Linked DNA regions of Mus musculus: all the other regions are linked to region 1. A link is a contact called in public promoter capture Hi-C data. All regions are on one chromosome and are shown on one strand. The core of a region is the stretch at or near the end of the contact, and the rest is flanking DNA. Distances in the headings are between cores, read along the strand shown. Region 1 holds the start of Rpgr (retinitis pigmentosa GTPase regulator). Region 2 holds the start of Xk (X-linked Kx blood group). Region 3 holds the start of Cybb (cytochrome b-245, beta polypeptide). Region 4 has its middle 22 kb from the start of Dynlt3. Region 5 holds the start of Dynlt3 (dynein light chain Tctex-type 3).

Evidence for each region. Promoter capture Hi-C pulls out the DNA fragments that hold promoters and counts their contacts.
Region 2: a contact with region 1 is called in a promoter capture Hi-C map of pre-B cells, with 10 times the contacts expected there. The contact joins the promoter of Xk here to the promoter of Rpgr in region 1. A contact is called at or near these places in 10 of 39 promoter capture datasets (the 3T3-L1 cell line, 3T3-L1-derived adipocytes, the HPC-7 cell line and 5 more), 3 of 484 Hi-C or Micro-C datasets (CD4 T cells, embryonic stem cells and uterus), 2 of 115 datasets of contacts at active chromatin or transcription factors (astrocytes and large pre-B cells) and 1 of 9 other capture datasets (liver).
Region 3: a promoter capture Hi-C map of pre-B cells shows a contact between it and region 1, with 5 times the contacts expected there. The contact joins the promoter of Cybb here to the promoter of Rpgr in region 1. A contact is called at or near these places in 2 of 39 promoter capture datasets (the HPC-7 cell line and pre-B cells), 1 of 484 Hi-C or Micro-C datasets (centroblasts) and 1 of 115 datasets of contacts at active chromatin or transcription factors (bone marrow-derived dendritic cells).
Region 4: a contact with region 1 is called in a promoter capture Hi-C map of the HPC-7 cell line, with 9 times the contacts expected there. The contact joins the enhancer-like site here to the promoter of Rpgr in region 1.
Region 5: a contact with region 1 is called in a promoter capture Hi-C map of pre-B cells. The contact joins the promoter of Dynlt3 here to the promoter of Rpgr in region 1. A contact is called at or near these places in 13 of 39 promoter capture datasets (3T3-L1-derived adipocytes, the HPC-7 cell line, cranial neural crest and 8 more), 11 of 484 Hi-C or Micro-C datasets (the Ba/F3 cell line, CD4 T cells, the G1E-ER4 cell line and 6 more), 2 of 115 datasets of contacts at active chromatin or transcription factors (astrocytes and differentiating embryonic stem cells) and 1 of 9 other capture datasets (liver).

Annotation. Positions count from the first base shown.
Region 1 is chrX:10,214,237-10,219,632 of GRCm38.p6, reverse strand. Rpgr (retinitis pigmentosa GTPase regulator) reads left to right here and starts at 2,838. Exons shown (of 17, transcript NM_011285.2): 1 at 2,838-3,081. The coding sequence starts at 2,940.
Region 2 is chrX:9,269,788-9,275,183 of GRCm38.p6, reverse strand. It overlaps Xk (X-linked Kx blood group), which reads right to left and starts at 2,400. Exons shown (of 3, transcript NM_023500.2): 1 at 1,950-2,400. The coding sequence starts at 2,194.
Region 3 is chrX:9,466,515-9,471,910 of GRCm38.p6, reverse strand. It overlaps Cybb (cytochrome b-245, beta polypeptide), which reads left to right and starts at 2,587. Exons shown (of 13, transcript NM_007807.5): 1 at 2,587-2,705; 2 at 4,733-4,828. The coding sequence starts at 2,661.
Region 4 is chrX:9,638,418-9,643,813 of GRCm38.p6, reverse strand. No RefSeq gene overlaps it. Among named protein-coding and RNA genes, the nearest start is that of Dynlt3, 22 kb to the left of the region's middle. Within about 2 kb of position 2,948, at least 3 of the 459 cell types and tissues checked have an H3K27ac peak or open chromatin away from gene starts, as enhancers often do. A contact at or near this core is called in the HPC-7 cell line, where this site is marked.
Region 5 is chrX:9,659,579-9,664,974 of GRCm38.p6, reverse strand. It overlaps Dynlt3 (dynein light chain Tctex-type 3), which reads left to right and starts at 1,992. Exons shown (of 5, transcript NM_025975.5): 1 at 1,992-2,106; 2 at 3,954-3,995. The coding sequence starts at 2,077.

The DNA.
Region 1 (5,396 bases), core at 1,589-4,088:
TCTAGCCTCATTCTGTTGCCTTCATGAGGTAACCAAGGAGGTCACGCTTACAATGCAGCTAAAGCATGCTTATACTTCCATCAGTATCCCAGGCGCCCATGGGACCCGCTGAAACCACTGAGCCTTGCTAGGCATGCTGCAGGAATAAAAATGACACTTTTGAGCCGTTGCCAAGATTTGAGTGCTATTTCCATCGTGGCACACATGGCCTGGCTTTGCCTTCCAGTACAGTGAGCATAGCCAACTTTGCCTTGTTTCTAATACCTACTGGTATTAAGTGCTACTGTATTCTGGGCACTAAGATAGAAGCTAGACATTCATTACCTCGGATGTCTAAGACATTTCCTGAGATAGAGCATATGAACAGATAATATATAATATAAATGATCTAAGGTGCCATCATAGCTGTATGTGTGTGTGGCACCCTTAGATTATAAATATTAGATGAATCAAAAGTATCAATATTATATTGTAAGGGGAATTTTATTCTTCTCTTCTTCTCTGCTAGAAAGCTGTGTGTCTGAGCTAATGCCAGCGTCTCCACCATATTCTCTGGATGCAAGGCCTTGCTGTCTTCCAGGATTTCTATTCTATTACTTTTCTGAAGAAGGATTCTCTCCGCATCTATTCAATTGGACCTCCCAGTGGTATCATACATTGCTTAGTTTAACAGAAGCCCTCCTTTCACCCCTCTTCCCGGCTCAAATGCTGCTTCCTCTCTTCCTGGGTCCCTCTGCACTTACTGTCTCGAATGCTGATGCTCAAGGGATGCTTTTCCCTCAGCGTCTCCAACTTCCTACTCCAATACTGTTTCCTCTTCCATTGCCCCAGCAAACCGCTCTTTTTATAACACAGAGAATGATCACCATATTTCTAACTTCAGAAGGTAATTCGGTGTCATTTAATTTGTACACATTATGTGGACAATTTGATTATACTCTTGTTTGGTGCAGTATTTTCCAGTCTCTCTCTCTCTCTCTCTCTCTCTCTCTCTCTCTCTCTCATCACCTTTTAAGCCTTATAACCCATTGCTAGGATATCATACTTCGGCATTCTTCACGATTCACCTTAGATTCCTTTGTCCTTCCCTTTCCTTCTTTCACCTGTTCCCGAGACTGCCATGATAGCGTTGATCCAGGAGTTCCATAAGTGTCTGGCTCCATCTGGACCTTCTGTGCATCAGTTGCTTGCTGTGCTCAGCAACTCCACCTGACTTTCCTATGTGTTCAAGGGCTGAGCTCACTATCTCTTCCATTACCTTACTGACCTAACTCTAACCTCCTCTGCTCCTTGCATAGCACTTCCCATCTCTGTAAACGGCACCACCCTTGCCTAGATACTTATGTGAGAAACCAGCGTGGAAGTGCTCAGCACTGACTTATGCTCTGAAATTTATTTTTAGAAGTCAATGAAATAACAGGATAAGCAAAGAAAGTCTTTAAATATTCTGATTTTTCTCATCATGATTGTTATGAGCCTTTAGACATGAGTATTAAGTTCTCCTCAAAATAAGTTAAGTTACCTTTTTTGTTCCTTTCTGCTGATGTAAGTTATATGATAGGTCAGCATTTTCCAAGAGTTGACAACTAGACACCATTTCCTGTGTGCCAAAATACTGAACTTCGGGCAGCCTGACCACTTTTGTACCTAAATACCTGTAATAGCCTTTGAATTGCCTCTCAGTGCTCAAACTGCTTGTCAGAAAAGCAGCCCAAACAGGTAGAATCACTTCAAGAACATGCATAACTGGTCCTTTCCTATCACTTCTGAGCTTAAAGCTCCTCCATGACTTTCCATAGTCTTTAGGATAAAGCGTCCGATTCTGTGGACATGCCATCTCACCTCGAACCAGCCTCAGCAAGGTCCTGGGAGGAACTGATCACTTTATCAGTCTTTGCATACAGTTAACTATGTCCAGACTTCTTTAATTTCATTCAGTTTCTTTGGCTTCAGACCTTCCTGACTTTGTCGTCATCAGACAAGCTTTTGTCTTTCTTAAATCCCTGTTCCCAGGTCGGTGCTCCTTGCTAAGCATCTTTACTAGAATCTCATCCTCAACTTTAGTTTGTACACAAGTGATTGGATTCTATTCCCTCTTTCCTTCCTAATAAAAGTGCCCTGAGTAAGTGTAGGTAATAACTCTCGAATTCTGGGAGCCTTAAATTCAGTTGTGCTTGATTGAGACCCAACTACCTCAGGTATACAAATGGACTCATCCTGGAAGATTTTCTTCCTATTTATTTTATTGTGGCCAACTATTATGGGTGGAAAACCAAGGTTTATCCAGAAAAATATAATATTTCAGAGGAAATTGTATAGATCTTGGCCCTTTAGTTTTATAGGAGATGCAGGCGGACTGTTTAGACCTCAGGCTAAACAACCTGAACTGTGCTTCTCTTCCTATGTTTAATTGGCATATCCGCAAACAGGAATGGCATTATTCAACTTGCATGATTGTAATAACATTTATTACGACCATTTATTCAATAAGGATCTAATGTGTGCATCGAGTATATTTGTTTTGTTCCTAGGATTGCAAATGACATTTGGGATGTAAACCGCCTAGTACCTTGCTGTGTTACAGATTGTTAGTCCTAGTGTGTTGTCAAAGCTGTGCGTTGACGTTTGCATGAGTCACAGAAGTTAGGGCTATGTGAGACATGATGTTGTCACCATATCCCCTCTAGGTCCCTGCATGGCCAGGATCCCTTCAGAAGTAGATGCGCTCCAGAGTCTGCAGCATGGCCGCTTCCAATCGCGACCGCTAGAGGGTGTGCGGTCGCTTACCGCCGCGACCATGGCATCTGCGCTTGCGCCTCACTGACACAGCTTCCGCCAGCCTCCTTCCAAAAGCCTTTCGCCCCTCCCCGCCCCGCAAGGCTCCGCCTCCGTTGCCCCTAGCGTCTGTTTGTTGACTTCCGGGAGCACAGTAGTGGTCTATGCCAAGAGGGTCGCGATGGGGGTCCCAGGGGGTAGGGCAGCACCTTAGGCTCAATCGAGTCGCCCCTGCTATCTTTCCGAAGCAGGCACAGATTCCGTTCGCAGGCTTCGGCATGGCGGAATCTGAGTCACTGGTGCCCGGTGAGTCGCGCGCCCCCAGTCGTGGCGGCTGGCCTGGAGGGAGGGTCCGCGGGCGGGCGGGCGGGCGACAGGCCAGGCCCCGCCTCCGAGCCGGCCCCGTAGTGGTACAGGCCGCAACCTGAGCCTCAGTCAACCGCCTTAGATTTGCGTTTGGGAATAAATAAATTCCCTTTGTCGGGCTGGAGGAAGGGACAGGGACATGAGGGACCCTGTGTGTGTTATTAGCAAGCTGAAATAATGGCTTTTCTTGGAGGCGGCGGCAGCCATTATTCTCTCGCGAAGCATCCCAGGGTCTCTAAACATTTGAGCAAGCGGATGTCCCCAGGACCCGGTTAGGTACAGAATTCAGTAACGAGTGGAATGCGGGGTGAAAGGTTAAAAAGAATGGAAGAAACGAACTGGATAAAGAGAGGAGGGCCTTCGGTGAATTTTTTTTTTTTTTTAAGACTGACTGTCGTGAAGTCTTTTAAAATTATGACTCCGTACGGCTTCCGTACCGGGTAGCCCAGGTAGACATTTCCTGGAGCAGCATTTATTATAAGCGTAGAGTTATAGAGTTGTTCAGCTAAAATGGTGGTCATAATCTACTGAACTGGTTTTTGCATATACTCTAATGGGCTGTTACTAGCATTATGAAAAATAACCACTATATTTGAGCAGAATTGGACATTTAAATATGTATTGCACTTTCTGCTGTGGTCTTGGCTCAAACAGAATTTGATTCTACACCACTTGGAGCTCATACCTTAGTGAGGGTGCAAGAAAATAGTTACAATAGGCTTGACATTAGTTGGCAGAGGACAGAAAGGAACCACCCAACCTTGGTTTTTGGGTTAGGGGAGTGTCTGAAGAGAGATTCTGGGGAGCCAGAGTAAACACCGTTAAATAATTCCTTGTAGGGAAGCCTTGAATCATTTCGAGGTCCTTGCCTCCCAAGGCTCAGTGACTTGAGTCGAACTGGCTTGCTTCAAGCTTGTTCTCAAGTGGTTTAGTCCCGTGCACATTGATATATATTATTAATATTTACATTCAGTATGCTTTCTCTGGAAATTTCCCCCAAACTGGGTCTGACTTTCTATTTGAGTGGTGTGTGTGTGTGTGTGTGTGTGTGTTTAAATAGTTACTTGGAAATGTTAATGGATATTTAGTCTTTTGAAAATGATACTGGTCCAAGTCTGTGAATATTCCTCAGATCAGACAATGGCAGTTGAAGAATGTCAAATCTCAGCCTCCATCTCCAATCCCCATGGACTGATCCGTAGCTTGAACTCTCATTTCTTCTCAATGGGAACAGGAATACCCGAGGTGTTTCCGTAGTAAAACCTGGGTAATATGCTATCTTTCACACTGAAAGTATTGAAAGCTGTGTTTGATTTCCTACTCAGCATTCTAGTGATGTGAAAATGGTGGTAGAGTGATAAATAGTGTAGAAGGGAAGTTTTCTGTTTGAAACTTAGCACAAACTTCAGTGTAACTGATATTTCCTAGAGGAACGTCTTGTGCAATGGGTATAAGTAGCAAGGAAAACCTACACTATCAGTAATACAGTTGAGCAAATAAAATACTTATCAATAAATATTTTGGTAGCGAATCAATTAGAGAGATTGCTGTGTAGAGCATAATTAATTGCCATATGGCCTCTATTCATTGCAAGATTCTGAGAAACCAGTAATTTCCAATGTTTGTAATAGGACTTTACAGAGGTAGCCATCAGTTAATACATTGGAGATTACAGATTCTGTACTAGATTCCTTATTATAAAAGAGAGAATACAACCCTGTGTTTACAATATTGTAAATAGATTGTGTACAACAAACCTTTTCGTACCTGTGTTAAATTCAAGGCATAAGAATGTGTATTGGTATTTTAAACACCATTTAGAAATAACCATAATGATTAAAGGAGGAAGTTAAGGTTGGGTAAAGTAACCCATTGAGTATTGTATTAAGTATTAGATTAGGAATTTGAATACATGATTACCCTCCCATTTTAAAACATTTTCTCTCTCCCTTATCTCACTGTGTGTGCCAAATTTCTGGGAGTCTTTTCATTCTTATATGGGTGCTGGGGCTCATACTCTGATTGTGGTCTATTGACTTTTAAAGCCTTGTATAGGTTCCCATAGTGCAAGTGAAACAGTATGTAATAATATGCTTATGTCTGCCCTGCACCTAGCTTTAATGGACAGTCGCAAGCATTGTCAGTAAGAGTTTGGCATTTGTAGTAACATCCCTCCCTTGTATGCAAACACTGGCAATCCCTTGGAAGGGGTAAAGAAATTCCAAACTCACTTAGACCCTTCCCATGAATTTCCT
Region 2 (5,396 bases), core at 1,151-3,650, 940 kb after region 1:
TTAACGAAGTTTTTCTAAGAAAACTACTGTGGTAGCTGAAGGATACCAGATTATAATAAAGGAGAAAATTGTATACATTGATGTGTAGGAGAAAAGGCGACACTCAACCGTGTGCCACTCGGTAATACTGTCCTTAACATCAGTTGCTCTGCTGTTTTTTACAGGCAATACTCTATTAACTTTGGCTTGAGTGACTCTTAAAGTTATGAGACACATCTAAATGACAGTGGTGATAGAGGATTCTTACTTTAGGTTGTTTAATGTTGCCCACAAATGACTGAGCATTTAAAACTATAAAGATGGAGCTGCTGATAAAATGCACTACTGCACACTCCCCTTTCTTTGACTGCACACAGAGAACATGATGGACCTAATTGCATTTTGAAAGAAAGTCTGGGGAACAGGTTCCACATCCTCATTTGCCCTGTGTACAAAATGGGGGCAGGAACTGAGGAAGCCTGGATCAACGAGGGAGCGCTGGCTTAGTATGCCTAAGGCCCTAGACCCAACCTCCGCCACCAAAATAATAAACTTACAAATAAAGATACCTACTTCCTGGCAAGGAGTCAATCGGCTAAGGCATGTAGGTATGAACCAAACCACTTAGCACAAGGAACTTTTGAGAATTCTCAGTTGCCCCACCCAAATTTGAGTTCCCTCCCCACAGATGGCATTAAATGATGACGGCCTTGTCAAATCTCACTTACTGAACAGGACCACTAGCAGGACCATGGGGCTCCGTTAAGGACGAGGATTCTCTACCAGCTAATTAAGAGCAGGGCTTTAAGGGTTAAGTAGCCCTCAGCCATTTTTTCTGATTCGCCCCTGACTGTCAGGTCCTCCACAGCAAGTTCTTCTCACTCCTTTCTAGGATTTCCTGGCTCTTCAAGAATGGGAAACCTGGTTTATGAAGTTTGCCACAACTGTCGAACTGCAAGTCGGTACAGTAAGCTAGAAAGGTTGTGTTTAAAATGGCATGTGAGGTTTGAATATTGTGAATTTTTTTTAATTTGTACATAAACTTTTGCTTTTCCTATGGTAAGATAAAAGATATGAAAACAATACATTTAAATTCCCTTCACGTTCTGAGATTAAGGTCAAGTCCGTTTCATCAGTGTGCATTTCTTCTTGATTTGTGTTTATGAAGATTAATTTCTGGGGCTAAGTTGTAGCTTGCTAGTGGAGCATTTACCTACTCTGTACCAGGACCTGGTTTCCATCCACAGCACCACAAACGGCGGTAACCACAAAAATAATGTCTTTTCCAGAAATGGCATTAGCGGTTTCTCTTAACACAAAGCATGTTCCTGTCCTCAAGGCACCTTGTGTACCACATTTCATGACTATGTTTACAATTGGGCACACTCAGAAGACATCTCTGGTATGTGTGTCTGCACTCTAGACAACTCCCATCACACCAAGGGAAAAGTAGAGTACATGGACTTGTAGCCTTGAGTAGATGAACTAAGTCAATTTTCACAAAGCTCGTAGAATAGTGCCTGATAAACAGTTAAGTGCCACACACTTGATAAACTAAATTAAATGACCCACAAGGGCTCTGACTTGAACAGCACACGCCCTTAGAGTAACTTCCAAACGTTTGTACCAGGACCTCCCAAGCCAGTCCTACAGAGAAAGCCACATATTTTCAGGGGACCAAATAAAGACAAAAACTGCTACTCTCTTGGGCCAAACCGAAGTGAAGAGTGACAACTGTCTACGATGGCTCCCGAAATCCGGGCCATCTCGGTTTTAGCGACTGACTGGCTAGGATCCAGTCTCATTCCCAAGATTGGAATGACTTGGGAAGGCAGGGCGGGTCAGCCCTGGTTCAAGCCACCTGTCTGTCCCTTTTCAGGCAAGGTCCCCTCCTCCTTCAGCTGGGGCAGCAGTGGTGGGGACAGCCAGGGGACCGGGGCCTAACGGTCGGTTGTGGGTTCGACACGTACCTGTACAGGGGCCCGAGCTGGAGCAGGTGCATGAGCAGCGCCAGTGGGCGATCGCGGCTGAGGTCGCGGTGGACGAAGAGGAGCGTGAACTGCACCAGGGCGCAGGGCATCAAGGAGAAGAGCAGCGTCAGCACCTGCCACATGCGGTCCCCTGCGGAGCGGTAGGTGCTGCTCAAGTAGAGCGCCGCCGCCGTCTCGGCCACGAACAGGAACACGGACGCTATCACCGAGGCCGGGAATTTCATCTCCGTGCCTCAGGGACTCGCACCGCGGCCGGCGGCGGCGGCGGTGGCAGCGACGGCGGTAGCGGTGGCGGTAGCGGCGACGGTGGCGGTTTCCCGAACGACTCCCAGCATGCTCAGCCCCGAGCGGCTCGCGCGCAGCTCAGCCCGCTGAGGGCTCGCGGGCCCCGGCGCGCGCTGCCACCCGGCCTGGGGGCAACCGAAACAGCGGGGGTGGGGCAGGTAGCGTGGCCCCGCTGGGACACGCCCACGCGCCCCGTGCGCAGCCGCCGGCGCGCGCCACACTGCTCGCTGGCCGCTCGTCACAGACTGTTCCGGGCGGGCCGCGAACCCGTAGCCCCTGACAGCCCGGGCCACGGCCGTCCCGCCCCCGCGCTGGGGGCAAAGTCCCCCCCCCCCCCCCCCAGGAAGCCATCAACCGATCTGGCCCGCCTGCAGCCGCTGGGTCCTAGAGTCCGTTTGTTCTGGGCAGTGCTGGGAGCCCTGTGGCAGTCAATTCAATAAACAACAAGCAGAAGAGACCAGACTTGGGGGCTGGGAGAGTCTGAGCTCCGGATCCACTGTCTGTTTACTGGGCGGAAGAAAAGCCTGATGAAAAGTTCAGCTTGCCCTGCCATTCCAAAATAGCCAGAGCCACTGAGATGCTTTTCAAAGAGCAAATGTATCGTCGTGCATTCACCGTACTGGGAACTATGGTTAACTTTTCACTGAAACTCTTGAAAGCCTCCTTTGTCTTTCTAGTACAGACCGAGAAGGAGCATCAAAGGAGTTGTGGGAGCCAAAGTTTTCTCTCCCAGATAAAACTGCTTATAGAATGTATTGCTGTGTTATTGTGACTAGCTCCAGACAGGTCAAAGACCAGAGCCTAATAAGGAAACAGTTTTCTAGCCCAATGCATACCTCTTTTAGTGTGCCAACCCTACGACTAGCACAGTTTTTTTCACTCACTGTTTACTTAAAAGGTATGAATACAATAAATTCTGAACATACTCTTCCCCTATCCTGCTCCTCCCAGAGCCTTCTCACCTTCCTACCCACCGAACTTCATGCTCTGTCTCAAAAAACAAACAAACAAAACCTAAAAAGGCAAATGTTAAGACCAAAAAAAAAAAAAAGTCAAAGCCAACAAAATGAAACAAAAAATGCAGACAAAAACAGAGTCCGTTTTGAGTTGGCCCACTACTCCTGACTGATAAACTCACTGACACTCAATTGTAATAATAATAATAATAACAAACAGAATTCCCCCTTCTGAGCATGCCTCAATCACAAATGCCTTCTTCATTAGGAGTTAGACTTTGTGTCCACTTCCCCATCTCACTGCTGGGATTTTGTGTGATTTTAACCCATGCGTGTCCTGTGTATATTCACTAAACATTTGACAACCCTTTGGACATCAAGACGAACTCACCCCGAGCCCTCCTCCAACACACACACCCCTCACACTTTCTAAAGTCATTTTCCATGAAGAAATTAGGTGATTTTAGTTTTCAGGCATCTTGGGCGTTTTTGTACTTTGGAAAGAGATACAAATCTAATGTTAAGAGTCCTAAGATATCAAGACAAGAGGAATCCTAGTGGAGAGGACGAGTTGGGCTGCTTCACTTGGTTGGTGGAGTAGCATCCATCGGGAGATCTATTTATAAGGGCTGAGAAGGGAATTCAGCCAAGGCCTGAGAAGTACCAGGCCCTTGCTCCAAAAGGATTATGGAGGCTTATTTATAGAGCTCAGCAGGCCACCATGTCCTGGATCTAGATACACACACAGTCACAAACAGAACAGACAGCAGCACTCTGTGGAGTATTTGTGTAATATTTTATTTGACACCACAGTTAGCTTTAAAGGAAAATTAACAGTGAAGCTAAGAATTATTAATTGGAACACAGAAATATTTAGCATCTGTCTTTAAGGCAAAGGATTATCACAGGTTTTACATTATTAAGTGGACCATGTGGAGCAGGAGGGCAATAAGCCAGAGACATCACTTGCAACACAATAAAGTCCAGTTTATGGCAGATTATTTTCTACAGTACAAAACTACTACAGAAAACACACTGGGAAAATCACAGGGTTTGGGGATATTGTAAAAGCAGGAGAGAAAGAATAAGGTGCATCACTAAGTTTCTGAGTCTGCTTTGCTTCTGAAGAGATTTCATTACACCAAGCAGTGGACTGTTAGCAAGCCCCTCTGCGAAGCTGAGGCAGATTCAACTGACAGTGGTCCTTCCAGCCCTTGGAACAACAGATAGCAGAAGCAAAACTCTGATGAGCGTTTCTAAGTTACTGGTCGTGGTCTGCACATTAACCTCTCACAAAGACTGTGTCTTTCTGAATTGTCACTTGCTGTTTTATCCTTGAGAACAACATATACAATCATAGCTTAGTTTCCCTGCCCAACGCTTAAGTGGATTTTCATTTTTTTAAAAAAGTCATATATTGCAATATACTTTCTCATTAGGACCAAAACACCCAGTATTTTTTTCAAAAAATATGCATATATAGTAATAGACTGATAGGAAGTGATGTTTGGGTATAATCATATGTAATATGCCAGAATACTTGAGAATTTGATTTTATTATAAAGTACCATAGTAGGACATGTTGTATAATATAGTAAAATGCTTAGCAAAATATTCTGCACTAAGTTTAGAAGTAACTGCTACTGATATAGCTTTCAAACACTTCAAAGTAGCCCTAAGGAAACAGAATAATTAGCAAGTAGTTAAAAAACTTGATTTTGGCAAAAAAAAAAAAAAGGCATTTTTACAATGCCTCTCAACTGGTGTGCGAGTTACAACAGATAGTGTGCTAAATTTGATGTTAGTAAAAAATTAAAAGGATTTTAAAAGTACTAATAACCATTTCCCATTATTTGGTTTATTTTTTTATAATTTTGTTTTACTTGTAATTACAACAAGAGCCCAACTTTATTAACAATACTCATTCTTGAGCAGTCTTCAAAATTCAATAGTTTATTAAACTACGGTGCTTGGTTGCTCTTCGGTCCAATTAGGAATAAGCTAATAATGTTAATAATAATGCTAATTTACTCTTTGGTACTGCCCCAAAATATTATGGATTGCACTGGCTTGCTGCTTATGAAATGTACCATTAGGAAGATGAGCTTTTTAGCCCAATAATGATCCATTCCTGTTTTTATAAGTAGTGTGAAGTGTGCAGAAATGAAAACCCTTTTGGTGAAGT
Region 3 (5,396 bases), core at 1,338-3,837, 750 kb after region 1:
TTGGTTGGTTGGTTGGTTGGTTGGTTTGATTTGGAGGACTCTGACCCATCCATCCATCCATCCATCCATCCATCTATCCATCCATCCATATTGTCCATATCATCCGTATGTTTACGTCTGTTTGTCTATATGTATGTGTGTAGGTATGTAAGCATACATGAATACTTGTGGAGTGTATGGAATAGTTGGTTGGGCCCAACATAAATATGAATGTGTTAATGTGTGAATGAAAATGTAAATGTGTGTATGAATATCTGGCATATCTGCCAGTATAAAGCATCTTAATTCTTTCCTTTTCCTTCCTCTCTAGTTCATAGAGTTAACCAGCCTAGCCAGAGAGGCTCTGGCTGCTTTGCAAGAGAAGAGAGCAAAAGCAATAAATCCTTATTAATTAATTATTATTAATTATAATTATTTAGTTATAATTATAAAATAATATATAATAGAAATATTTATAAATAAAAATAATTATTTAATTCTAAAATATAATTATTATAATTGTTAATTATTATTAATAATTATTATTGACTAATCACCCCACTGATAGCAACAAGTGTCAATAGATCCAGAGACCTGCAGCTTCTGGCCTCAGGATAATTTAAAGTCAAGACATGCATATGTTGGTATAGAAAGCAACTTTTACATTTACAAGACCAAGCCCCTGCTGACAGTCTTCCCCCTAGGCTGCTTCAGTGAGGACCCAATCCCGGGATAGGTCCCAGGCAAGTACTCAACTAAATTGGCTTGTTTCACAATCGAATTAAAACACAGAAACCACCGTATTTCAACAGAGGGACTTTCACACATGGATGATGGAAAAGTGGAGAATCCCAACAGGGGACAAAAGTCAACATATAAAAAGAATAACAGCAGGAAGTGGTTACCTCTCAGTCAGAGAGGAACTGGAAGGTGGCTGTCTAATTTGCCACCCCCACTCACCAGCAGGGGCCATCTGGCTGCATGGAGCCCTGCAGTGCTGTTGACTATCAGATGCTTCTAACACAGAAGGACTGGCTAGCTGAGGGAAGCTGGATGCCCAGCAGTAATGCAGTCACCTGGTGAATGCCTCTTCAAGCAAAAATCTGCAGAGAGAAACATTGTAGCTTCTCTTTCAGTCCAGTTTCTCGAAGCCAGCCAGAAGCTGTCGATCTAAGCTGGCAGACAAATGTAGCTCTCAATGAAATACATGTGAAGAGGGCAGTGGACAAACAAATCAGGGAGCAAAAGAGCACAAAACCTCCTCACACTCTGGTTTTTGTAAACCCGTTTCTTTGAATCTATTTTGGGGATGAACCGAGGAGGTCAGTTTGCCTTGATGTGGGTTTTACATGTTCTAATTGCAACGGAGAACGTCAGAATACCTTGCTTAACTATCATGCAGTGAAAAAACCTACTAGTTTACTCATTGTCTCAAGCCCAGAGGCTGTCCATGTACTTTGTAGAGAGCAACTGAAAGAGTCTGTGCCTCTTGTTCTTTTGCCATTTTGCCGTCTTCCAGTGATCCAATTTGTTTCTTGAACTTCTCTCTTAGATGTAACGACTGTAGAGCCCTGCTTGTGCAGTCAGTCAACTTTCACCACACCATCAGGTTGCCTTCATAGCCTTCTGTTTCATGTCTTGAAGCCTGAGTACCTGCCAGGAGGTAGTTGTGTTCCATTTGGCTTTAGCATCTACCGTACACTGATGTACCTTCGATCTGACCATGTTTACAAGCTTAGCATATAGAAAGTCTACCTGGGACCGTGATTGTTATCTAAACATTTTGGTATTTCCATTGCTGTAGTCCTATGTGGGGTGTTTAGGGTGGAGGTGACAAATTTAAGCTTGTTTTTGTGTTTCCTGGTATTGTACTTACAAGTGATATCAGTTGTTTGGACTTCAAATAAGCAACTGTATTATTCCTTGGCACTGTAACTGGGTCCAAGTAAATTCACTGTTCTGGGTCTCAGCTTCCTCATTTATAAATGTAATCATAAAATAGAACCTAATCTATAGGAATTGAGTTGTAAGAATCAAATGACTTGATGTATATGTGTGTATGGTTATGTTTCTGTATATATGTATATATATATGTGTGTGTGTGTGTGTATATATATATATATACACACATGATACCATTTTAGGTACCTATATCCATTTTAAGATATAAAATTGGCATCTGATAATCATCCTATAACTAACATCTATCACTCCTTTTTAACTTTACCCAATGAGAATCAGTATTGTTGGAAGAGCCTGTGAGAAGAACATGTGTTTTATCTAGCTAGTTGGATAACTTGAAAGTTCTAACTACATAACTAGTTATTATTAAAAAAAAAGTCACTGTCTAAAATACACCCACAAACTACACAGATAATCTTATGAATAATAAAACAAATTTTAAAACCTGACAAATCGTCTCTGAGTTGTAGCAGTAGCTTTCATTTTCCAGTGTATTTACTTGTGACTGAATCACAAGATCTTTTCTCTTTCTGTAGTTTTTGTGTGGTTTGAAGTTTTAAATTTGTTATGGGAACAGCCTTTCAGTTGGCCAATGATTAGCTAATTTCTGATAATAGAAAAGGAAACCTATTGCCCCAAAGCTGCTGTTTTCATTTCCTCATCAGAAGAAGAAGCACAGTAGAGAAGAGAGGCAGAACCAACACTTAACCTTTGCTAACATGGGGAACTGGGCTGTGAATGAAGGACTCTCCATCTTTGTCATTGTAAGTACCCAAACCAGGTAACATACATTTTTTGATATGTTGGAGTTCTCTTGGAATGTGAACTAGAGCAATGGCTTTTATTATTGTTGTTTGCTTAAGAAATATACTTACTCTGGGAACAAGCATCTGCTTGCAGGTAGATTCGGTTAATTTTCCCATCCCAGGCTTCTTAATCCCAGCACGCCTTTAATCCCAGCACTCGGGAGGCAGAGGCAGGTGGATTTCTGAGTTCAAGGTCAGCCTGGTCTACCAAGTGAGTTCCAGGACAGCCAGGGCTACACAGAGAAACCCTGTCTTGAAAAAACAAAACAAAACAAAACAAAAAAGTTAAAGATACAAAATATGCATCAGCAGCTCTCATTTTCATAGTTTATTTCTGAGTTCCTAAGACTATGAAGTTAGCCAGCATTTACCAGAGTGCATAAAAGATACTTCATACTAAAAATTCTAATTGTGAGAAGTTTTTTCAATTACTCAAGGGTAAGTTTCTTCACTTTTTATGTTAACTGCTTTAAATGGTCAATTAAAACTCTACTGTTTTCTGAATAACATTTATTCTTATGGATTTTGTAGATAGGAAAGTTGGCTCTATTTCAGTCATAACACCAAAATAAAGTTCTCAAGTTTCTTTTTAAAACAAGCACATTTTTTTCCCTGTGCAGTCCAAACTGGAGTAACTTGTGAATTTTACAACAAATGGAGGTAAAAGAATTGAAATAAACTATCTCGTTTCATACCTATGAAGTATCTGTATTATATGTACTTTATACACATATAAAGTATGTATATAATATGCAACCATATATAAGAAGCAATTTTAGAAGGTTCTAATAGCTATTTGATTTCTGTTCTGAACTCTTAAGTTAGTGTTCTCAGAAAAACAATTATGGATGAGTTGAATAGGAAGAAATGTGCTATCTAAATATTGTTGGCTAACAGCTCATGAAACATGATATTAAAAGGTACTTATGAATGGAAGTTTTGTAAGGATTAACCATGTAATTAATGCACAGAGTCAGAGTTCTAAAGAAATTAATAAATTATTGGCATGGTTAAAATTAAAACAACAAATATTTTATTGAAACATTGTTCATGCCAACCCACCATGCTAATGCAATATAGACGCGTGAGGATTGGGAACTCTAGTCTTCCGTCCTTGCTACCACTTTAAGAGCAGGTGACTCAGCTAAGGAACAAGTTGAACTCTAACTTTCATTCGAATTACGGTTTCCTCAGGAAGTGACCTTTTAAATTACCTATGCATATACATGAAAGTAAAACATGGCTTAGCAATCCAGAGTTAGGGAGCACAGCAACGTAATACAACATGGAGTTTCTATAGCAACCTTCTGCGTAAGGAGAGACTGCTAAGAAGCATCCATGGGTATTCAATAGTTAATACTAATAACTAATAATTTACTATTTAAGGAAAAACACCATGAAGCTGAAGTAGAACACTGAGCAGTATCATTCCTTGATAAGTTTGTTGTTGGGATCAATGTGAACTTAAAACCTAGAGCATTTATTTTATTTTTAAATTCCATGACCTTCATCCCCTTGCCCACACTCAATATTCCGTCCTTTAAAAATTAAGGAAAACTTATCCAACAGCAAGCTGTGTGTGCTGCAGGTGACTGTCATCTGTGAGCACAGAGTTCAATTTCCTACAGGTCATGAGACAAGAACAATACCTTATTTCCATCTGCTCTTTACTCCCCAATCACTGTTACCTGTCTGAAGTTAAGATGAAAAGAAGAGGAAAGAGAAAAGAGACAAGAGAGACTGAAATTAATTCAGTATGTTGACCAGGTAGTGAAGCAATCATACAAAACAATGAAGGAAGGTAAAGACAGTTCCAGAAAAGTGTAGAGGCGCTGTAATAGGAAAGAGCTGGCACTGAGCTGGGTGCACCCAGCCCTGTCAGAGTCTGAACTTGGGGAAGTCCTGGCCTTCATTTGCCTCCAGTCTCATATGGAATCTCCCTCTTGAGAGATATAAACCTCATACAACTTTTCCTGTTTGTGCAGCTGGTGTGGTTGGGGCTGAATGTCTTCCTCTTTATCAACTACTACAAGGTTTATGATGATGGGCCTAAGTATAATTATACTCGAAAACTCCTTGGGGTAAGTATAACTTCTGCCTCATGCAATCTTGGCCAGCTCACGCTTGCAGTCCGTTGTATTCACACATATTCCTTGTTAAGTTTTTGAGTAAATCTCCTGACCAACTAAGACAACACCACCAGCTTTATCCCCCCATTGGAAATTCTTTGGCAAGAGTCCTTTATGGCCTGCTGGTGTAACAAGCTGAAGTATGGCAGAGGGTCCTAGCCACATCCCTACCCACCAATATGTGCTGAGCTTAACATTGAAATGTCTAGAATAGAAAGCTTACTGAAGAATAGAAAGCTTACTGAGAGCCACAGGGTGGCTCTGGTGTGACAATTGGAATGTTCTGGTTTTTTTTTTTTTTTTTAAGTTTGGTGGCACATTTGGGACACATCATTTGTTCCATTAATAATATGTTATAATCATGTGTATAACTCATATCAAACAATCATGACACTATTAAAATGGTCTCTAATGCATTAATGGTGATCTGTTTTCTCTATATAATAAATAGGCAACATCTTTAGATATTGCTAAACCGATTTTGCCCAAGTGTTACACCATACCAACTTAAGTTACAGTT
Region 4 (5,396 bases), core at 1,699-4,198, 580 kb after region 1:
CTGAATGGGCTCTAACATGAGTAATATAAACAGGAGATCTTCTAGATAACAAAACTAATTGTATCTGCTGAAAAATATTGGCAACTCTACTGGAAGGCTTAATCACTCCAGCCACTTCTAAAAGATTTACTGCATTAACCACATAACAGGAATCTGACACAATATTAAGGGGTTCTAAAAAGGTTTTTAAAACTTCTAAAACCACTAAACATTCTACCACTTGAGGTGAAATTTCATTATACTGTTTGGATACCACTTTACCATTAGCCACATAGGCACCTATGCCAGTTTTTGATCCATCAGTATATACCACAATCCCATTTTTAAGTGGGTTTCTTCTAAACATGTAAATATTGATTTCTCTCAAAGGAGGAAATATGCGTGACATCCATTTGTCAGACCTGTAATGGCCTGACGCCACGAGGGTTTACCCCTACGTGAGTAGACAAAATTTGACAACAATCTAAAGGCATTATTAAGTAATCAGAATCATTTCCAGTAGAACCAATCTCTCTGGCAGCTCTAGGAATACCAGAGGAAGAAAAAACAGCCATGTAGGCTTGGCAAAATTATTAGTTGAGCTATTCTGTCTCTTTGTGATATAGAAAAGACAACTTGAGGACAAGAACAGAGAACCTGAAGTTCCCCTTTACAATCCTGATCTACAACTCCAGGGTGGACAATAAGACCTTGTAGGCTGCAAGAGCCTGCCTCTGTCATTATTGTCCAGTGGCTTCACCTGCTCGGGAGAGCGCCTTCCAGGCCCTAATAGCCTTTTCATCTGATTCAGAACTATTAAGAACTGGCTTCTCTAATTGATCTTTTTTCTTTTCTTTTTCCTTTTCCTTCCTTCTAATCTCTCCCCAGGTATTCTTACCTGACCTAAACTTTTCCTCGGGTTCAAGACCCTTGGAAAGGCCTGTATACTTATTTTGTGAACCATATTTTCTCTTTGCTCCTATTCTCTCTCCCCGCTTTACTTCTGATAGATTGTCCTGAATTTCATCTAGAATCCTTAGCCCTATTTTAATCACTTGATAACATGTGAAAAGGAACAAAAGGGCTTCTAACACTAGAGAAAATTCAAGGCCAAACATACCTTATAAAGCTATTTTCCACTTTACTTCTGATAGACTGTCTTGAATTTCCTTAGAAAGTTCAAGGCCAGGCGTACCTCGTAAAGCTATACTTACGGGTTACCGCCGTTCCCCAGCTGAAAAGTTCTGAATTCATGTAGTTGAATCCTTCTTAACAGTCTGCTTTACGGGAACCTTTATTACCGCGACCCGCAGTTCTGGTTCTGGAATGAGGGATCTTCCTTGCACCGGTGATGGTAAACTCTCGTCCCGAGTTTTTTCTCGTCCCGGAATTCGGCACCAATTGTTATTAGCGTGTTCTCACGCCCGGCCAGGAAGAACACAACAGACCAGAATCTTCTGCGGCAAAACTTTATTGCTTACATCTTCAGGAGCAAGAGTGTAAGAAGCAAGAGAGCGAGAAAACGAAAACCCGTCCCTATTAAGGAGAATTATCCTTCGCCTAGGACGTGTCACTCCCTGATTGGCTGCAGCCCATCGGCCGAGTTGACGTCACGGGGAAGGCAGAGCACATGGAGTGGAGAACCACCCTCGGCACATGCGCAGATTATTTGTTTACCACTTAGAACACAGCTGTCAGCGCCATCTTGTAACGGCGAATGTGGGCGCGGCTCCCAACAGCAGAGCATGCTGTTGGTCATTCTAAGGACTGTAAGACTCAATCCATCCTAGCTGCAGTGTGTGAAGCAGGACACTCTAAGGACTGTAATGACCAGTCCATCCTAGGTGCAGTGTGTGCTGCAAGTCAATCTAAGCACTGAAGGCATGTGGGGAATTGCAGGTTGGTCTCCAGTTGAGCTGAGGTCTGAATCTTGATGCTCATATTTCAGCTACATGACATGGTAGGCCATGCTCCTGGAACTCTGGCCCCTGCCTAAGGTGCCACCTCCCACAGCCCCCACAAGAGAAGCATGGTCAGTAGTCACATAACCAATGACCCAAGCTTCTGACCTTCAGGGTAAACTCCTCCCCAGTTACCTAGCAACAGTGAAGACCATAAAAAGGGGTACTCAGCCTGCACCTTGCTCTCTCTTATTCCTTTGTCCTCTCACCTCCCTCTTCTCTCACTTCTCTCTCCTCTTCCCTTTCTCTTTGTCTTCTTCTTTCCTCTCCTCTCTCCTCTCTCTCTCTCTCTCTCTCTCTCTCTCTCTCTCTCTCTCTCTCTCTCTCTCTCTCTCTCTCTCCCTCCCTCTTTTCTACCTTCTCTCTTTCCCTGAATTTCTATAATAAAGCTCTAAAACCATAGAGTCTCTGCTCTGCTCCTTCAAGTTCCGCTGCGCACTCTAGTCAGTGTTGGGAACTACTTCCCTCTCTCCCACAACCCTGGTGGCTTTAGCAAAGTAGCTGGGGGGGGGTGCAGGCAGGGCTGCCCCTTTACCACCCCATGAAGAGTGGGATAGAGGAATGCCCACACAAGGATGATTGGATAGGGTCGATAGCAGCCCTCCCACACCTGACTGACCAGAGAACAGGGAAACTCTGGTGGGGCGTGGGCATATTTTTCCTTCCATTCTTCCCCAGGGCCCCCCTTTTTTGTTTTGTTCCCAACAACTGGTAGCAGAGAATGGTTATGCCATTGGCGTGAGACAGAACCAGCTGAAGAATGTTTTGCCCAGAGACCTACAGGAGATCTCCAAGTTTCCCTAGACTGTGAGTGATGGAGTTCAAAAACTTGGCCTGTTTCCTTTCTCTCTCTCTTTCCAAAGTGTTCCTGGCCAGCTCTGTAGCCCCTCTCCTCTAGCTCTTGGCTTTAATCTTGGCCGGTTAGAGGCTGGCATGAGGTCCCCTTCCCATTCTTTGTTACAGGTTTAACTACAAGAGAGTTGGTTTTCTGACTTCTGTAGCCTTCCTTATTCCAGCTAAGGCCCAGCTAGGCAGTGATTGACAGCTGCGTGGGCGGGACTGGGCTGAACCCCTGCTAAAAGCCTTCCACTTAACCCTTTACTCTCCAGTTAAGATAAAAAGAAAACAGGGGGAAGTATGCCCCTCCCCCCATCCAGATAAGCCCGCAAGAGCTGCATTGAAGCTGTGCTATCCTACATGAATACCTGAATCGTCCTTTTTAACCAAAATTTTTTCTTGCTTCTTTTTCTAAATGCTCTTTTTTCTCTCTAGTGTTCATCATATATATCCAAAAATTCTTACAACTTGTTTAAAATTTCCTTTAAGGTGCAAAAGTCATCCAATCCTTAATTAATAACCTGTTTTCTGTTACAGGAGAACTGTTAATTGCCTACTCCAGTTACACAATTAACATGATATTTTCTTCTTTAGCCATCCACAAGGGACTGGGATGTGCTCCTAAGCAAACCGTTGCAGGCTTAACTTTTGCTATCTACACTATGCAGATATCCTCTGCTGGTGTTCTGCTCCTTGTTATAATTACTCTACAGGTCTATCTCCACGAGGCCTGCTGCCACAGCACCATCTACAGGGACCTACAGACAAAGCTGCCTTCCTCCAAAAATCTCATCTGACTGAAGGCTCCCAAGACAAGTGCTGAACCCTATAGAAGACAGACCTGGGACTTACCAACTACAGATGGACTCTTTGCTAAAGCCAAATGGCTGTTGAACTTTGGGGAAAGTTATATGATAGTGAAGAAAGCATAATGTCTATCTAGATTAATTAGTTGCTGTTCAAAAATGGATGTTTTTTCCCTCAAATTGTACTACCCATGAAACAACTGACTGATTGTACAATCTCTTGCCGTCTCAACTCTTACCCTTAACTCTCCTTACTACTCTGGCCTTGTTCTGCTATTTCTCTAGGCTATATATTCTCTTCTGATACTTGCAACCACTCTAAATTTTCACAATTAATGACACAGTCACATCAGTGACTGCCCCCCAATTTTTTCTAATAAAAAAGAGGAGGAACTGTGAGGGATTGCAGGCTGGTTTCCAGTCGAGCTGAGGTCTGAACCACAATGCACATAATTCACCTACATGACATGGTAGGCGTTCCCTCATGCTCCTGCCTAAGGTACCACCTCCCACAGCCCCCACAAGAGAAGCATGGTCAGTAGTCACATAACCAATGACCCAAGCTTCTGACCTTCAGGCTAAACTCTTCCGAAGTTACCTAGCAACAGTGAAGACCATAAAAAGGGGTACTCAGCCAGCACCTCCCTCTCTCTCTTATTCCTTTGTACTCTCACCTCTCACTTCTCTCTCCTCTTCCCTTTCTCTTTGTCTTCTTCCTTCTTCTCCTCTCTTCTCTCTTCTCTCTTCTCTCTTCTCTCTTCTCTCCTCTCTCTCTCTCTCTCTCTCTCTCTCTCTCTCTCTCTCTCTCTCTCTCTCTCTTCCTCCTTTCTACCTTCTTTCTTTCCCCTGAATTTCTATAATAAAGCTCTAAAACCATAGAGTCTCTGCTCTGCTCCTTCAAGTTCCACTGTGCACTCTGGTCAGTGTTGGGAACTTCTTCCCTCTTCCCTCTCTCCCACAACCCTGGTGGCTTTAGCAAAGTAGCTCTGGGGGGGAGGGGGGCAGGCAGGGCTGCCCCTTTACCACCCCATGAAGAGTGGGATAGAGGAATGCCCACCCAGGGATGAGTGGATAGGATAGATAGCAGCCCTCCCACGCCTGACTGACAAGAGAACAGGGAACGTCTGGCTGGGCATGGGCATATTTTTCCAACCGTTCTTCCTCAGAGTCCCAGGCCCCCCGCTTTTTTATTTTGTTCCCAACAAAGGCCCAGTCCATCCTAACAGCAAAGTGTGCTGCAGGTCAGTCTAAGGGCTGTAAGTCCCAGTCCATCTGACCTGAAGAGTGTTCTGAAGGTCAGTCTAAGGACTGTAAGGCCCAGTCCGCCCTAGCTGCAGAGTGTGCTGCAGGTCAGTCTAAGTACTGTAAGGTCCAGTCTATCTCAGATGCAGATTATGTTGTAGGTCAGTCTAAAACTGTAAGGCCCAAATCATCCTAGCTAAAGAGTGTGCTGCAGGTCAGTCTTAGGACTGTAAGGCCCAGTCCATCTGACCTGCAGGATATGCTGCAGGTGAGTCAAAGGACTTTAAGGCTCAGTCCATCCTAGCTGAAGAGTGTGCTGCAGGTCAGTCTAAGTACTATGAGGCCCAGTCCATCTGACCTGCAGGATATGCTGCAGGTGAGTCAAAGGACTTTAAGGCTCAGTCCATCCTAGCTGAAGAGTGTGCTGCAGGTCAGTCTAAGTACTATGAGGCCCAGTCCATCCTAGCTGCAGTGTGTGCTGCAAGTCAGTCTAAGGACCCTAAGGCCCAGTTCATCCTAGATACAGAGTGTGCTGCAGGTCAGTCTGAGGACTGTAAGGCCCTATCCATCC
Region 5 (5,396 bases), core at 743-3,242, 550 kb after region 1:
TTTCCTCCCCAACTTCCTTCTTGGTCTTGATGTTTGTGTAGGAATAGAAACCCTGACTAAGACAAACACCTTTTCTGCATCATTTTTCCTTCACAACCATATAAATAAAGTTAAGGATGGGTTCTATAAACATGAACACACATGTAAGTAAGCTTACATTATGTTTTCCTATAGTTTCCTGAAACACACAAACATATAGTTTAAATAAAGTTATGCTACACTTAGCTCATAATCCTCCCTCGATTGCCACAGACTATGCAGCCAAACACCCCAGTGAAGGCCAGAGATCAATATTGGTGTCTTCCTCAATTGCTCTCATGAGACTGGCAATCACCATTTATGTTAGACTGGCTGACTAGCAAGCTTCAGGGATCCTACTATCTCTGGTTCCTCACCACTGAGACTATATATTAAGCCATATCCCCATCCACTATCTACTTTTTGATAGAATTCACTATTTGCAATAAAGGTAAAACACTAACTATAGGTTTTTTTTCCGGTCTGTTCTGTAAAAGGGAAAAATCATATGGGTAAGACATGACAAATTGTGCCTGAGGAAAAGACTCCTGGAGACTAGACAGATATTGCTGATGTGATGAAGACAATACCGTCTAAAGACAGAAAGCACACATACCCTAAAAAGGTTTTGAGCAACTAAATCAATCAGGAATATAAATTGACTCTCACATTCCTGGTTATAAAACAAAACATAAACATCATTATTTCAGTTCCTCCTACTTGGGTCTTTTGTTACTTGTAGCCAAAGGAACATATTAATAAAATTACAATGATTTAAAGTAAATTCTCAAAACTATTTGGTATTTTTCCAGTTGAAAGATCATTGAAGTTTGCGTATGGAATGTATGGAGTGTTTCCTTGAATGTATGTGCATCATATGTGCTTAGAGCCTGAAGAGGCCAGAAAAAGGGGTTGGGCCCCCTTGAACCAGAGATACAGACAGCCTATAGGCAATACATGGGTACTGAGTACCAAACCTAGGTCCTCTGCAAGAGTAGTGAGTGCTAACTTCTTAGCCATCTCCCCAGCCCCAATCACTTTGCTTTTTGCAATGACCCATAATAGAAGAGCCAGTACTGCAAAAATCACAGTATCAAGGTTGATTCAATAGTCACAAATTGAGAGTGGTGAATTGGGGGACCTGAGGATTTAGTTACTGTCTATATAGGCTTCAAGTTACTTCATGTCTCTTAATTCCTGTTCTACTTTTAAAGTAATAGAAAGGGATTAGAAAACTAAGGAACCTTCTGACTTTGATAGTGGGGAACAAAATAGAAGTCATTGTGTTGGGCTGAATATCCCCACCACCATCACCAGACATATCCACATTTGAATCCCAGTACACGGCAATGCCCTACCTTGCATGGCAAAAAACATTTTGTACATGTGGTTAGAGCTAATACAGGAGAGGTGGTGGTGGCTTTGAAGCTGTAGGAATATAGGTAGTTACTACAAGTTGAAGAGGGACATCAACTTTAGGAGTTGTGTGTACTGTATCTTATTTGATCCTTATAACGAGTCTCCAAATAGAGGGATTTATGTTATGGGAAAACTGAATCTTGTGTGTGTGTGTGTGGGGGGGGCGGGTGTATATTTTTCAAAGTCAGTAACTAGTACGGAGAGAAATCGAAGTTCCTTGCTCAGCTGCTACACTCGCTTGCTGGATAACTGTGGATGAACGAATTTTGTGCACATGGCCACTGCAGGAAGCCCAAAATCACCTGTGCTAGCTAACTTTCCCCATGGAAGCTCTTTGAGGTCTTAACGTGTGTCCCTTATTTTCAGAAGACTAGCCTGGTCTTAAGTGCACTTAAAACCTAGCAGGGGTACCCTTAGCCCCGCTAAAGGGCTCAACTCAAACAGAGCCCCTCCTCCCTGTCCTTTAACCCCGCCCTCCCTGCTCTTTTAACCCCGCCCTCCCTGCTGTTTGCGTCAGAAAAGCAGGGCCTGCGTAAACGCCCTGGGTCTGGAGTGGAGGCGGGGCCTCCCCAGAGGCCAGTGCGCAGCTGAGGACCTGGACAGAAGGCTTGCTCCGCCCCCAGGACTCAGAAAGCCACCATGGAGGGGTACCAACGGCCCTGCGATGAGGTACCGCCCCTCTGGCGCCAGGAAAAGCCCCTCAGCTCTCTCTGACTGGCTGTGGGGACACTGCGGGGTGGTCTCTTAGTTCTGGGAGAGTTAAGATGCAGCTTCTCTTTAGCCTGGGTCTGCTCCGTGCGGCCTGGATCCTTCTTGCCCTTAGGCTTCTCGCTCTCCCCGCCCCTCCCCCGCCCCTGAGATCCTTAGGGTGGGCAGATCGTCGCTCTGGCCTTAGTGAGCAAAAGCGCTTGGGGGCAGTCGTCAGGGTCTGCAAGGGCCGAGAGGTTGTAGGGAAGGCCAGAATTTGGGTTACATAGGCAGGCAGGCGTGGGCGAGCCCCGCCCGTTTGCGATCAGGGCCTGGGAAACCCGTCTTCTCTCTGCTTCCTCCACCCCTTTGGGCCTCCTTGTGCTGGTGCTGCAAGGTGGCTCTAGTCCCGGGAATTCTTCCCAGGAAAGGCTAGAGGAAGTGCTTTATGGATTAAGAGCCCTTGCTCACTGATTCATGTTTCCCTAAGCCTCACCAGAACTCCATGATGTCGGTTAGTTTCCTGTTACAGAAGGTAACCGACTTTTCATGGCGACAAAGTGATAGGCCCCAAGTGAAAAGAATGACAGGTGTTCCATTTGAACCCAGGTCTCTGGCTTCATACTTAAGCCCTTATTTCAAGGAATTTGAGGATGAGGGCTGTTGAATTGTTGCACAGCCTGTAAGAGTTTGCAAGGACAGCGTAGACAGAGATGTTCTGCACCTCCTAGCAAAGGTGCAATGGGATCTATTTTGCACTACTTCCTAAATACATGTAATTTCAAAAGAAATTGGAGTGAAGACATAGTCCTAGTGTGCTTGGCTAGCACAGGAGACGCCCTGAGCCCAGAAGAGACAGAGATGCGTCCATAGTATTAGGCGACTTTCCAAACTGTGGTGAAATGTGTATCTTTTATTTCTTAGGCCAATTTTTGGATGGGATTTTGAAGTAAAAATGATATTTTATCACAGGCCCAAACTATGAGACCTTTTTTCATAATGCCTCCAACAATTTAGATTTTCGTTCCTTTTTTTTTTTTTAGGAGAATGGTGGGAAATTGTATAGAATAATTAATAGAATTAAAATATGGAAATCTATACTTAAAGCATAACTCAGGAGTTGACTTGTTTCAAGTAGTTTGAAGTTCCCTAGTGGTTTTTAAAGCACAGAAGTGCTGTGCTGCTTTCCCAGTGCACTCAGCATACCTCCCTGGAAGTCATTTGGTGATACCTAAAGCATCGTGCCTTGTATTTCAGGCTTATCACATAACCTAGTTCTGCACTAGAGGACACGTAGATGCTACTGAAAATCCTTCTTAACCTAAGATTCTAACAAGCTGCTCCAAAAAGTATATACCAATTTATATAATTAGAATAACATAAATTTCTAATGACAGAGTATTGCTGTAATCTTATAATTGGGAAAGCAATGGTTTGACTCACATCAGTTCAAAATAAACTTGAAAATGACAGTTGAGCATACTCTTCTTATGGCCCACTTTAGCTGAAATGATTTCCTGTATACTGATAGCACACAACAGACATCAGTAATAGCTGCTGAATACCAATTTCTTAAGCTTTATTATACAACGATTATCTAGAATAATCAATACACTCACTATTGTAAAAGCACTTTTCAAAATGGTATTTGCCCAGGTTCTGCCCAATTCTAATGGCTCCAAATTCATAGGGAATAGGTGCAGGATCCTCAGGAGACCCAATACTCCTAGCACTGTGGTCTTCTGTCACTATGGTTTTCTTAGGCCAGATGAGAGTATCCTGAATATTGCCTATGCTCAAAGCAGTTTTATTGTGTGTTTTCTTCTTAGGTTGGCTTCAATGCTGATGAAGCCCATAATATAGTCAAAGAGGTGAGTTGATATTTGCTGTTATCGCAAAGCCTGTTGTGTTGATGGAAATATCTTAAATCCAGTTTTGATTTGTCAGGCCAATGCTAGAGATGTTAATGTTAAGACACCACGATGTAAAAGATGTCTTCCTTCTTTGTAGTGGTGTGTATGCAGGGCATGCACTGAGGCTTAGTTGGACCTTTTTCTGAAAGTCACGCTAAAGCTGTTTCAAGTCTACAGAAAGAAAGATCCTGAAGACCCTTATTGATTCGAGTGTTGTCAATATAGACTACACTGTGGGTGAGGTACTTTAAGAGCTCTCTAAAGAATCATCATTAGCTCTGCCAAATCCTAGGTTAAAGACAAAACCCTGAGCTGGCTCAGGAGACTGGCTTCAATTGCAGGTGTGGCTATTGGGACCTGTGTCCTAACAAGCCCTGACGCCCTGACTTGAGTTCTGTCTGGGCAGGATTGACTCCACCTTCTGGGCCTCGAGTGTGTGTGTGTGTGTGTGTGTGTGTGTGTGTGTGTTTGCCATCAGTTTCCCCAGAGACAGCCCCTGACTTGCCTGACTGCTTGCTCTAAGGTATAGTGTCCTCCTGAGCTGAGCTGGGCTGACCCTGTATAAGTAGGATCATCAGCTCAACATTGCAGAGGGCTAGGCAACAGGAAAAAACCTGCTGTATTTTAATAGTTGAAGACTTTGTATTAGACTATTTAGTTATTTAAAATATCCAGACTATATTACATAGCTGAATATTTAATTAAAATAAAATGCAAATGTGTTCAGTGCCTTCACAATGTCAGAGAATAAGGAAGAGCAATTAGAAGGGAGAGATAGCATAATCTTATTTTTCAAAATACAATCTCAAGAGACATTAGTAGTTAGTGATTATTAGACATGAAAGAAAAGATGCTGGATCTTTGAAAGAACCACTTTAATATATTTTCCTTACCCAAGTTTTGAACCATATAAAAAGGCCGAAGTATCACTTGAAAGAGTAAAACACTGCCTTTATTGTCGATAAAAACTAGGTTGATGACTGTATCATGTTATACTAACCCCCCCTGCTCAGTTCAGAACTTGCAATACTGGCTTTGCATGCACACAAGGGAAAGTTTGAGTCAGCGGAGAAACAGGATAATGTGGTTCTTGGTCTGGGTAGGGATGGAAGGAAAAATGAAAACCCAAATTCAAGATGTGTGGGAATGACGTTTTCTCATGAGACCAATGCTGACCACTCACCAACCAGATAGCTCATTCCATCTCCCTAGGAAGGAGTAATGGATGCAATAAGAGGTCAGGAATGTTAAAGATGTGGGGCTGGGGAGGGGATTTCATCTGTGTACATAGGTTGAAGGAAATCTACTGAGACCTCTGTCTTAAGAAGAGGTGGGGGAAAGCTAGTGGAGATCTAGATT